2 separate regions of the Mus musculus genome follow, and region 1 is linked to region 2. The links are chromatin contacts, called in public ChIA-PET maps. All regions are on one chromosome and are shown on one strand. Each heading gives the region's core, a stretch centred on a gene start, on an enhancer-like site or on the middle of the called end of the contact. The rest is flanking DNA. Distances are from core to core; before and after follow the strand shown. Region 1 has its middle 87 kb from the start of Gm29906. Region 2 overlaps Gm29906 (a long non-coding RNA gene).

Evidence for each region. ChIA-PET counts read pairs in DNA pulled down with a chosen protein or histone mark.
Region 1: an SMC1A ChIA-PET map of the G1E-ER4 cell line shows a contact between it and region 2, with 9 read pairs. The contact joins two enhancer-like sites. A contact is called at or near these places in 1 of 15 datasets of contacts at CTCF or cohesin (the G1E-ER4 cell line) and 5 of 484 Hi-C or Micro-C datasets (the C2C12 cell line, the G1E-ER4 cell line, muscle stem cells and 2 more).

What each region holds. Positions count from the first base shown.
Region 1 is chr1:71,002,529-71,008,179 of GRCm38.p6, forward strand. No RefSeq gene overlaps it. Among named protein-coding and RNA genes, the nearest start is that of Gm29906, 87 kb to the left of the region's middle. Within about 2 kb of position 3,498, at least 6 of the 459 cell types and tissues checked have an H3K27ac peak or open chromatin away from gene starts, as enhancers often do. A contact at or near this core is called in the G1E-ER4 cell line, where this site is marked.
Region 2 is chr1:70,900,904-70,906,835 of GRCm38.p6, forward strand. All of the region lies in intron 1 of Gm29906 (a long non-coding RNA gene), which reads right to left. It also overlaps the pseudogene Gm8859. Among named protein-coding and RNA genes, the nearest start is that of Gm29906, 15 kb to the right of the region's middle. Within about 2 kb of position 1,583, at least 13 of the 459 cell types and tissues checked have an H3K27ac peak or open chromatin away from gene starts, as enhancers often do. A contact at or near this core is called in the G1E-ER4 cell line, where this site is marked.

The DNA of each region.
Region 1 (5,651 bases), core at 2,248-4,747, 100 kb after region 2:
CATGCATTGTTCTGTCTATTCTAATACATCACAATACATACTTGTTTGCTTGTGATGTGTAGAATATGGGATGAGCATGTTCACGTTACCATATTTGTATATTTTGCTGAAATCCACCCCCACCCCCGGAAAAAAAGGTAAGAAAAAGAAAATAACTAGCTCATTTTTAAATAGTCCCATGAGTGTAATGTAGAAGAAGATATATTTTCCTATTTACAAGTTCTTTGTACTTAATTTCTTCCTTATTATAAATTTGCCCATTTGGTAAAATTAAGTAATAAAAAATAATTAAAATTGCAACTTACAGGAATTTAAATGATTTGTAATCCCCGAGGAATTACCAGCACATTAATAAGAGCTGCATTCCAGGGAGAAGGCTTTGAATTATGTACAACTTCCACCTTGCTAACTAATTATTTCAACTTTCTTTTTTCTTCTAACCCAGAAAATTGAGGAGAGATATCAGTGGGTTCACCTTAACTTTTCACAGAAGATTAACTCTTTTTCAAACTCCAGTACTCCTGTTAGGGCCTCTTCTTGAGTTTAAAGCTTATTTCATTGCATATATATGGCTTGTTATACTTTAAAAAAAAAAAAAAAAACTATTGACTTCCTAAGCACAAGCTAGTATGTGTCTGCAGAAGAAAAACATTCAATTTTATGTGTTTATATCTACCTGTAAAGAAGTGTTCAATGTAGTAATTCTGAGTCATTATAAAACATCAATTTGGAGACCGAGGTCAGTCTATAGTAATAATTTTTATTATTTCTTTTCTCCCAGAGTCACTGCGTTGATTCCATCTGTGGATCAGATTAATGAATATATGAAATGTTATTACAGAGGAAACTGCATACAAAAATTCATTTTTCATGCAGATCCACTACGCACTTTGCTGATCTCATTACAACCGTAAAAGGCAATTTCTAGGGTTTCTGGTGCTGGTGACAGACAGTGCTGCCTGAGAAGGGAGGCAGGAGCTATGGGGAGAGGGAGTGTCTCAGGACTCAGCCACTTTGCTTGATGGTGAAGCTCTGAGTGAACCAATAGGGGCAGGATGCAATCAAGGGACTCTAAAATAATCTTCATTAGAAATGTAACATCCTCAAGGGAATTCCCTGCCTCCCAGAGGTGCTTAGATTAATGAATGGGTTTGGACCTCCTCTTCTTCAGTGCGGTGTGAACTAACTGCAATCAGAAAAGAGTATCTGTGAAGCAGGAAGTGTGTGTGTGTGTGTGTGTGTGTGTGTGTGTGTGTGTGTGTGTGTGTGTGTGTGTGTGTGTTGGAGGGAAGGATCCATACTAAGTGAAATAGACCAGTCACAGAAAGACAAACTGTGATTCCATTTCTATGAGAGTCTTGGAGGTAGAAAGTAGGGTGCTTTTGGCCAGAGGCTGAGAAAAGAGGAAGTGGGAAGTTGTTTAATTGCTATGGAGATTCCCTTCTGCGAGATGAAGAAGTGCAGATTGTTTGTATAAAGATATGAATGTACTTAATACTATGAATGGCTAAAATTAAAAAATAATAATTTTAGGTTATATGCATTTTAACACAATTTTTAAAGGCTTAAGCAAACTTATGAAAGAACTAAAAATATTTAATCAGTAGAAAAAGAGAAAAGGGACTCACCACCTGAAGATAACTATGTTTATTTTGTGACTTTAAGAGAAATCTAGCAGTAGTAAGAACTAGCTATTGAGCTAGAGATTCTGGCTCAATACACAACAAAAATGTATACAGAACAAAGGATGAATACCTGTGGCCTGTGGTATTAATGACCTGGATCAAGGCATTCTCTGGGAACCAGTCACAGGAAGTCTGGTCTTAAATGTGAGTCATTACTGTCACTTAGCAGCTATGTCTGGGTCCAGATTAATTTTCAGTTTCTGCTTCCCCAGTCATAGGTGGCCAAAGTCTGCTCTGCAGAAAGTCTATCCTTTTGTCTGTTGCTTTAGCCATCAGAGTACCAGCCCACTTCACAAGCAGGAAATGAGTAAGGCTAACTCAACGTCAGGGAGGCACTTGAAAATTTTTACTTTCACAGTGGTGTGACTAATATGTAATCAATGGTTGGCACAAAGAAAGTTGAGCTCCTTTAATAAATAGAAATATATAAATAGAGCCTTGAAATATTCTGTTCTTTGAACTACATCATTATTGCCATAATCCCTACTTTTTAAAAATGATACACTTTAAAAACACAATTTACCTGCTGGAAGTTTGACTTTTTAAGGTGAACAACTTGGTGAGTTTTAGTCATCCACACCATCACAGTCATTTAGCTTCAAAACCTTTTACCTCCTAAAACTCTTACTATCCATTAACTAGCAGTCCCAACTCAGCCCTCTGCAACCCAGCTCCTCTGTGTCCTGCTATGACTAGTCTAGACAAATGGCTTCTTTCACTTAACACAATACTTTCAAGTTTCTTCTATATCATGGACTTCACTCTATGGCTGAATGGTTTCCAGAGCATGGATTATTATGTTTTGTTTTGGCTATTATTAATAATGCCACTATAAATATTTATGCAAAGCTTTTGTGTAGACACATGCTATCATTTCTCTTGGATTTATACCCAAGAGTTGGACGAGTGTATGGTAATATTACACTTAGTCATTGTGGGAACAGCCAGGCTGTTTCTCCCCATGGTTGTAGTATTTTTCATTGTCAGCAACAGTGGATGAGGGTTCCCACTTCTCTGCAGCCTTCACAGCTATTACCATCACTTTTGCATTCTGGGCATCTTTATAGGTCTGAAGTGGCATTTTGTTATGCTTTTGTGTTTCCATAATAACTAATGATATCAAACAACATCCATATACTTACAGGCCACTCATTTCTCTTCTGTGGAGAAACATCTATTCATTGCCTTTACACATTTTTATTTGGGTTATTTGTCTCTTTATTGTGGTGTTGTACTAGTTCTTTAACTGTCATAGAGACAAGCTCTCTAACAGATACAATTCAGCTTTTTTTTCCTGTTTGAGCTGTTTTTCCATCCTTTTTTTTTTTTTTTTAGTAGCATTCTCTAAAGTAAAACCTTTGATTTTGATGATGTCTGATTCATCTGATTCCCGTTTTTCTACCCTTTATGGATTTGGTATCATATCTATGAAACAGCTGCTTATCCAAAGGTCACAGGAAGTGACTCTTCTAAACCTCTATAAGGATTGTATAGGTTGGGCTCTTACAGTTAACTCCGATCTGTGTTGAGTTAACTTTTGTGTTCGGGTTAAGGGAGGCATGCTACTTCATTTTGTTTGTTTCTTTGTTTGTTTGTTTGAGACAAATAATAATAATTATTTGTAATATAATTATAAAATATAAATATATATAAAATATATATAAATATATATAATATATATAAATATATAAATATATAAAATAATATAATAATAAAACAGTTAGGAAGTGTCAGGGAGGTCACCATACAGCACAGGCTGGCCTCTGACGCTACATCCTCCATGCTGGGACAGAAGCCTGTGGCTGCAGCTGTCTCCATCCTTTGCATGTGGATAGCTTGTTGTTTCAGCACTCTGTTATCTAACAGTCTATTCCTGGACTTTCAAATCGATCTCTTTCTTCGTCTTGATTATGACTAGTAGGTGCCCCAGATCACACCTTGATTTTATTACTAATTGACCTAATTATTGAGCTAGGTTTCCATACTTTACCAGCCTTGAACTGATAAGAGATCCACAAGCCACTGACTCTCAAGTGCTTCGATTAAAGGTGTGAGCCACTATCTGACTCTACTCAGACCTTAAACTTCCTTTTTAAATGGTTTTTCCTGTTTCTGTCATTCTAGGAATTTGTGCATTTCACGTATGTTAGGCAACTTCTGTCGGTATCTGTTCACACGGCTCCTCATCTCATCTCTTTTTTTTTTTGTATCTTCAGTAATGTTTTTGTGCTCATTCCTAATTTTAATAGTATTCTTCTCTTTTTCCTAGTCAGTCAAAGCTAAAGTTGCCTATTTTGTTTCTTTTCGATGTGTTTCTTATTCATTGTTTCACTTTCTCTGCCACTTAGAGCCACCATTTTTTATCATTGTTGTTGTGTTGTTTTGCTGCTTGTATTAGGCTGTTTGGCTCTTTTTCCTCCCTGTTTTGCAAAGGTGCATGGCTAATATACTGAACCATTGTCTTTCCTTACACATAGGAGATCATAGTCCCAGCCTCTTGGCACTTGATTTATTAGTATTCTCTATGTTCAGTGCATTAGAGTTTTCATTTTTATTAATGCCATTACCATTCAATTTGTTTTGATTTCTTCTCTGAACCCGTGGTTACTCGGGAGCATACCTGGTACTGCTAGTAAGTTTGGGACAAGAAGGACAAACAAAAGCTAGAAAAGAAGGTTTACTAACTTACAGTAAGAGGTAGATCTTATGTAAGACAAGACACCCATGTTCACTTTCATCTTTTGCCAAGATTTCTTCCATGTTTTCACTATCTTGATATCCAGTATTTTCCTAATTGCTTAACGATTGGTACAAAAGAAGAACATATCTCCTTTTCCATACTGAGTGGACAAAGAAAAATGAAGCAAATCCACATAGTTCAACAATTTAAAATAGTCACTTTCAGAATGAGAGAAGATTCATCAGAGAACTAATGTTTAGTGGGTACGCTCTGTGGTCTTGCACGCCATTTTCATTAGTTATTATAATACCATGTGCTAATTTGTTCCTATTTTCCTTATCAGATTCTGGAAAATTAAGTCAGTTTGCATTATGTCACAATGACAGATGAAGTGCCTTAAACTGAGCCTAATTCTGAGTAGTGCCACAGCCCAGGATCCTTCCACTGACTTTTACTTCCTCAGAGGCACAGGCACACGCTCACGCGCACGCGCACTCGCACTCACAGGCCCTGCATGACTACCTTTTGAAAGTTTATATTCAACTGGAAGGATAGCCCAGCCATGCTGGTTGTACGTTTCTTAGCTTTCTTAAAGCGCCGACTGGTTTAGTATTACATTAATTTTTATCTAAATGTCCCCCTCCAAATGATGGATTTTGAAATGTGCTTCATCATATCTACATGTAGTTTTTTCACTTTCTATTAATCTGTGTTACTATTTCCATGCTTTCAGATCTTGGGGCGGGGGTCCCTTGATAAGGTCTGCAGCATCCTTACAAAATTCTATCTCCATTTTGTTTCATGCTATGTCCCAGTGTGGTGGTTTGAATAAGACTGGCCCCCATAGGCTCATATATATTAAATGGTTTGTCCCAGCTGGTGGGGCTGTTTAGGAAGAATTAAGAGGTGTGACCTTGTTGGGACTATGTCACTGGGGGGTGGGCTTTAAAGGTTTCAAAAGCCCATTCTAGTCCTAGTCCCTACTAGTCCTAGTCTCTCTTTCTCTCTTCCCCACCTCTCTCTCTTTCTCTCTCTCTCTCTCCCTCACTGTTGCATCAGAGCATCAAATCAGATATGAGCTCTCAGCGATTTTTCCAGCACCATGCCAACATGCTCCCTGTCATGATGATAATGAATTAAATCTATAAAAGTGAAAGAAAGCCAATTAAGTGCTTTCTTTTATAAGAGTTGCCTTGGTCATGGTATCTTTTCACAGCAATAGAATAGTAACTAAGACACCTGATATATTTGAAATTCTAATTCAGACTATCTCTATTATCTGACCT
Region 2 (5,932 bases), core at 333-2,832:
CCTGTAAATGCAAGAGTTTAATGGATAGTGAGAGCTAGTTACATATAAGACAATGCAGAGATTGCTACGCAGAATTCAGTAGGCATAATAGTATCTGCTATAAAGATTCTAATTAAGTAATTCCCCACTTCTGCCTTCCGTGTTATTATGAGTGGTGGCCTCTTTTCTAGTAGAAATTCTTAAATACTCTAAAGGCTCCCAGTCAAGATGACACCTTGAATTAGCACGTAGCCATCTCTGACATTCACATACAGTGAGTGCTGCTGGGTTTGATATTTTTAAATGGTTAAAGGCGAACCTAAACCATATAGAAAGCATCCAATGTCTAGAAATAAAGTATTTTTAAAAACCAAAAAACTAAACAGATATAAGTGGATTCATCAAACTCTCAATCAATCTAAACCCAGAAATGCTCAGAATATATTCATTCATGTGTGCACCCACGGTAAAATTTCCCCAGAGATTAGCTGGTGAAAGGTTTTTTTCTAGGGCTGTCCTTTCTCCAGTGTCACCACAGGACAAGTGCGCATAGCCACAATGTAAAAGCCGACTCTATCTAGATAGGATAAATCATGCTCACAAAATCACAGGCAGGAAAGAATGGACACAAAGTCACACTAGGGAACTGTTGCTCAAGGTGAGCTTGCAAACTGAAATTTCTAGCATATTAAAAATGGCCAAGCTAAGAAAAGAAAGGGCAATCATTGAAATGTGGGGAAAAATGAATTTAAAATAGAAATGTTCCATATCGTCAGAGCAACAAATAATATCTGTAACATTAAAAAATATAAAAACAAAGCAGCCACATATGAATAGAAATAGGAAAAGAAGACATTTGGGAGTGTAGAAATTAAAGTTAGGTACTAAAATATAATAAAAATACATAAATGATCTACTCCATATAGCCAGAGTCAAAATTAATTTTAGAAAAGATATATATTCTCCCATAGCAAAGCACAAAGAAATAAAGCAAGAAAACATAAAGCACAAGGTATGATATATTAATAAGGATGATTAAAAGAGCATATTAAACTTCTTCAGAGAAACTATTGAATACAAACAGACATTAAAGTCTAACTTCTATTCTAGTAAGCAAGGGAAAAAAGCTAGAAAAGTCTGTCTGACAAAAATCATAACGAGGAATGGAGAGAATTTAAGAAAATAATCTGTTCAATGATTTTGATTGAATTTACATAAATCAATAATAAAAACAAATGTAAGTAGATTAAAATTTTGTAATAAAATCCATCAAATTCACCCAATATCTTATGAAACATACAAAATAATAATAATGAAACTTTGAATAAGCTTAAAGACCATACACTAGGTCAAAATTATAACACTAGGCTATTACCTGCCATTTTCATGGCATTGACATTCACAGAAAGTAGGATCATAAAAACAGTGATGAATGGAAATTGCAGCAGGGATCAGTGACTTCCTCACACCATGTCAGATGTAAACACAGAGGCACACCCTTTAAACTGGTGATAACAGGTTTTATCTAGTAACTACAGGGACAGAACCCAGCTCTGTCATTCCATATGGGACAGAGGTGAAGTGCAGTGTCAAAGGAGAAAGAGAGATAAGCATGGGCACTCAGACAAGTCTGAGAAAAGACACTTCACAAAGGAGCGTTGGTGGCGGGATGAAAGGTGGAAGCTGGCTGATAAGGAATCAAAACAAGGTTGCCATGCCTCCACAGACGCTGGGAGATAGAGCTTATCCTTCTTGACTTCTGCAATTGTATGGGATGCCCAGCCCCTCTCAAGAGTGGAAATAGCAAGCTCTGGACATTTACAATTGTGACCTGCTTTATGTGCTAAGAAAGGGCATCTCATCACTCTGAGGAGTGATGGAACCATCCTGGGGATGCTACTTCTTGCTGCTAAATTACCTATTTGGGGGCTAGTATCTTAGTGCAAAGGTTTGCATGGCATCATTCTGTGTAGAATTCTGTGTAGAATTTTGCTGTAGTTGTATATACCCTCAGGGAAAAAAATCTACACACACTCCACCTAGCTGGTCTCAACAAGTTTTGCTTACAAATGGTTTTTGTGATATGGTATCATTAATTCCATTCAACCTCAAACTTTGAGTATATGTCCTTTAGTAGTGTGACAAAATGGTAGACAGGACAAAACACTTTCTGCGCATATTGGAGCCTTTGAGTTGTGTGAAAGAAAAGCCATTGTTCAGGTGTTTAGATCATGACATGAACTACTATGCTCCCCATGACAAATCATTTATAAGTGAAAGAATGAATACCAGACAAACTCTGGTTTTCAAAGTTTGGGGTTTTGGTGTATATTTTTCTGAACAATAAATGTAGTAAGTCTGACAAGTCAAGGAAAACAACTGACAACTAACAATATCTGTTGCCAGTGATGAAATCCAAGCTTTCAAGTGAAAATTAGAAAATTAGAATTTTGTAAAATTGGTATTCATCACTGTGAGCTTGAAAGCACTGCAATATTTTAAAAGTGTTCTAAGAAGATCATGGTTATATTAATAAATGTGATTTTTGGCACTTTGTAATGAAAATTTCTTCACTTGAAAGATCTGTATAATTCAGTGAACCAGTATTTTTCCAAATGCTTAGCATTACAAAATCAAATAGAAATACAAAGAGAGTGCAAGAACAGACAGAGAGCATTACAGAAAGCCACAGCCAACCAAAGGCCATGGTTGTAAAACCCAATGGATAAATGTGCTGATATACAATACAACTCTTATATTTATGGCTCAGGGATCATTCTGGAAAACAGGGCAGAAAGATTCTATGAGTCAGAGCAAGAAGTTTGCTATGAGACTGTACCTCCTAGAAATGTCTGAGAAACTACACCCATCAATATGGATGCCATGACCTGTACAGAGACATCATCAATAGACACGCTAATGGGAAAGGGGTAAAACCCATGAAGCCTCACCACAGATGATGAAGTACAAGCAACTAAGGAATGCCAGGAGTGGAGGGAACAGTCACCTCCAGGCAAGAGCACATTAATTGAGTATCCAATACCAAATGGTCAGTTCTAAAGATGTGTGTGTATGTTTGTGTGTGTGTGTGTGTGTGTGTGTGTGTGCACACACGCGTGCATGTATCAGCATTATACAGGCTGAGCAGTTGTATTTGGTTGTATTTACTATTTATATATTTAGCAAAAAATAGACACACACACACACACACACACACACACTCCTGAAAAAGGTAAAGGGAAGGGGCTGTGAATTTGATAACGAGCAAGAGAGGGTTACATAAGAGTGGCTGGGGAGAGAGAGAGAGAGAGAGAGAGAGAGAAGAGAAGAGAAGAGAAGAGAAGAGAAGAGAAGAGAAGAGAAGAGAAGAGAAGAGAAGAGAAGAGAAGAGAAGGAAGAAAAATGATGTAATTATCTTATAGTCTTAAAACATTGTTTTAAAATTATTTTTAAGAAGTGCAAGGTAAACAACTGGTTTCGGCATAACAGAGCAACTGAAAGAGTTTATTGACTTGAATTCATACTGACCTTGCCACTATCTATACATAGAAAGATACTGTTGTGTTTCATTATTCATGCGACTCCACATATTGTTGATATTCCTAGTCATGATGAAAATGATGAAAAGACCTTATATATTAGTTCTACAAAAATTAAGGCACAATTGCTATGGTATGCCAATCATAAGATTATTAACAGAAAAGTCAAGGGGATGGGACATTCCTTAGTGGTAAAAAGCCTGCAGCATAAGCAGAACGGCTTGAGTTGAGATCACCATTACTCACATAAAAGACAGACACAGTGACCCTCAGCTGGACTCAAAGTGTGGGGAGAGGGAATACTTGGAGCTTGTTAGCCAGCATGGCCAACTGATGAGTTCAATAAGAGCTCCTGACCCAAAAACCAGGGTGGAGAGCAACCAAAGGCAGATGATGTTAACCTCTGGCCTCCCCATAAACATGGGCATACAATCAGAGCCACATGCACATGTGCACATATCAGCAAAAACATACATATATGTTATACACATATATAACATACAGACAAAGAAAATTTAGAAATTGAAAATACTCAAAAATATCAAACTAGAAAATCTCATGACAATCAATCCCTTTCATAACACTCAATAAGGCCACTATGCAAAATTTTGTGGTCACATGTATAAAGATACACATGGATAAAAGTGGAACAGAAATATAAGTTCTTATTCATAATAACAACAGAAAGTATATGGCACTTAGGCATAATGCTAATATGTCTTGAACAACATCCATCAAGGACTACCACCAAGTCCGACAACCTGAGTTCAATACTCAGGGCCCATATAGTGGAGAAAAAAAAACTGAATCCTGTAAGCTCTCTGCTGGATGCATGTGTGCATGCACTTGTGCATACAACCTGCATGCACACACTTAACAAATACATAAATAAATTATTTAAAAAATTCTAAACATACGAGATATATAACATATGCATAATGAAGAGCTCTATCCAAAATTAATCTACAAAACTTCACAAAGTTCTTACAAAGTCTCTTCAAAATATTATGAAATTGCAGTTGAGTTTGAAGTTCATTACAATAAAATATCTAAAATTTTAAGATACCATCTATAGTGACAAAAATAAAAGGCATCTTATACAAGATATGACAAAAGAGCTAAATAAGTATTTTAGAGAACAAATTAAATATATAAAGAATTATTCAAAGGAAACAATATAATTAAGTACACCCCAAACTAGCATAGAAATATAATGAAATTCTAATAAAAATGTGGATATACTAATTTAGGAAACCTGATATTCTGATTCCAAATATATTTATGGAATAACTGAGAATAGTAGCATTTTCTGTTAATTGGGCACTTTTATAAGAATTTTGTTTGTTTAACTATTTTTTAATTGTGTGTGTGTGCGCGCGCACACACATGTGTGTGCATACTTTAGTAGCATAGGTGTTCATATACTTATATGGAACTGCAAGTCAAAGCAGGTACGTGAGAGAGAGGTTAGAGGCTGACACAATGTCTTTCCTCAGTTGCTTCTTCAAGAAACCTTTCTTTTTGTTCAGTCTTTCTCTGTCTCTCTCTCTCTGTCTCTCTCTGTCTCTGTCTCTCTCTGTCTTGCTCTCTGGGTCTCTCTGACTCTCTCTCTTTGTGTCTCTCTCTCTTTGAACCTAACCCTTGCCATTTCAGCTAGACTGATGGCCAGAAAGCCTTGTGGACTCTTCTGTCTCCACTCCCCAACCCTACAGTCCCAGGCATGCACCAGAAAGCCTGGCGTTTATTTGGTCTTAGGCATCTAGAATCAGGTCTTCATGGTTATGCAGAAAGAACTTCACTGACTGAGCCATCTCCCTAGCTCTCTAAGAACCGTAACTACAACCCTGCAATCATCAGAACAGCCACCTCCCTAAGGTAAGTGTACTATCTGTCACCCCCATTTTATTCAGAGAAAACACAACTTACTCCAGGTCAGGCAAACAGTAACAATTCTTTTTAAATCTTCCTCAATTTTCATCCAGGGCCTACTCCCTCATCACTACATCACTATACCATTCTATTAAAAGTTTCAAATTAGATGAATCTCTGAACCTTTCTCCTCTTCACTGAGCTGTCTGTTCAAAGTCAAATTGTGGCTTTGGAAGAAACACTGAAGGACAAGCAATGCCACTCACATGCATTCATGCAGTGGTTTCCAAACATGCCTTGAGATCATCATTCATCATCTCAAGGACCCTCCTCTCCAGGAAAATGGTACCTACGCTTGAGGTGTCCTTTGTTCTTAGAATGCAATCTTTTTGTTGCATCCCTGTTGACATTGAAGAGGCTGAAAATGTCTTATATACTGATGATATGTCCAGTATTTGGGATGAAGAACAATCTAAAGGAAGAAATGGTAGTGTTTTCGACTGGCATAATGGATATGTCTCTGAAGTTGGAACTAGACAGTGTTG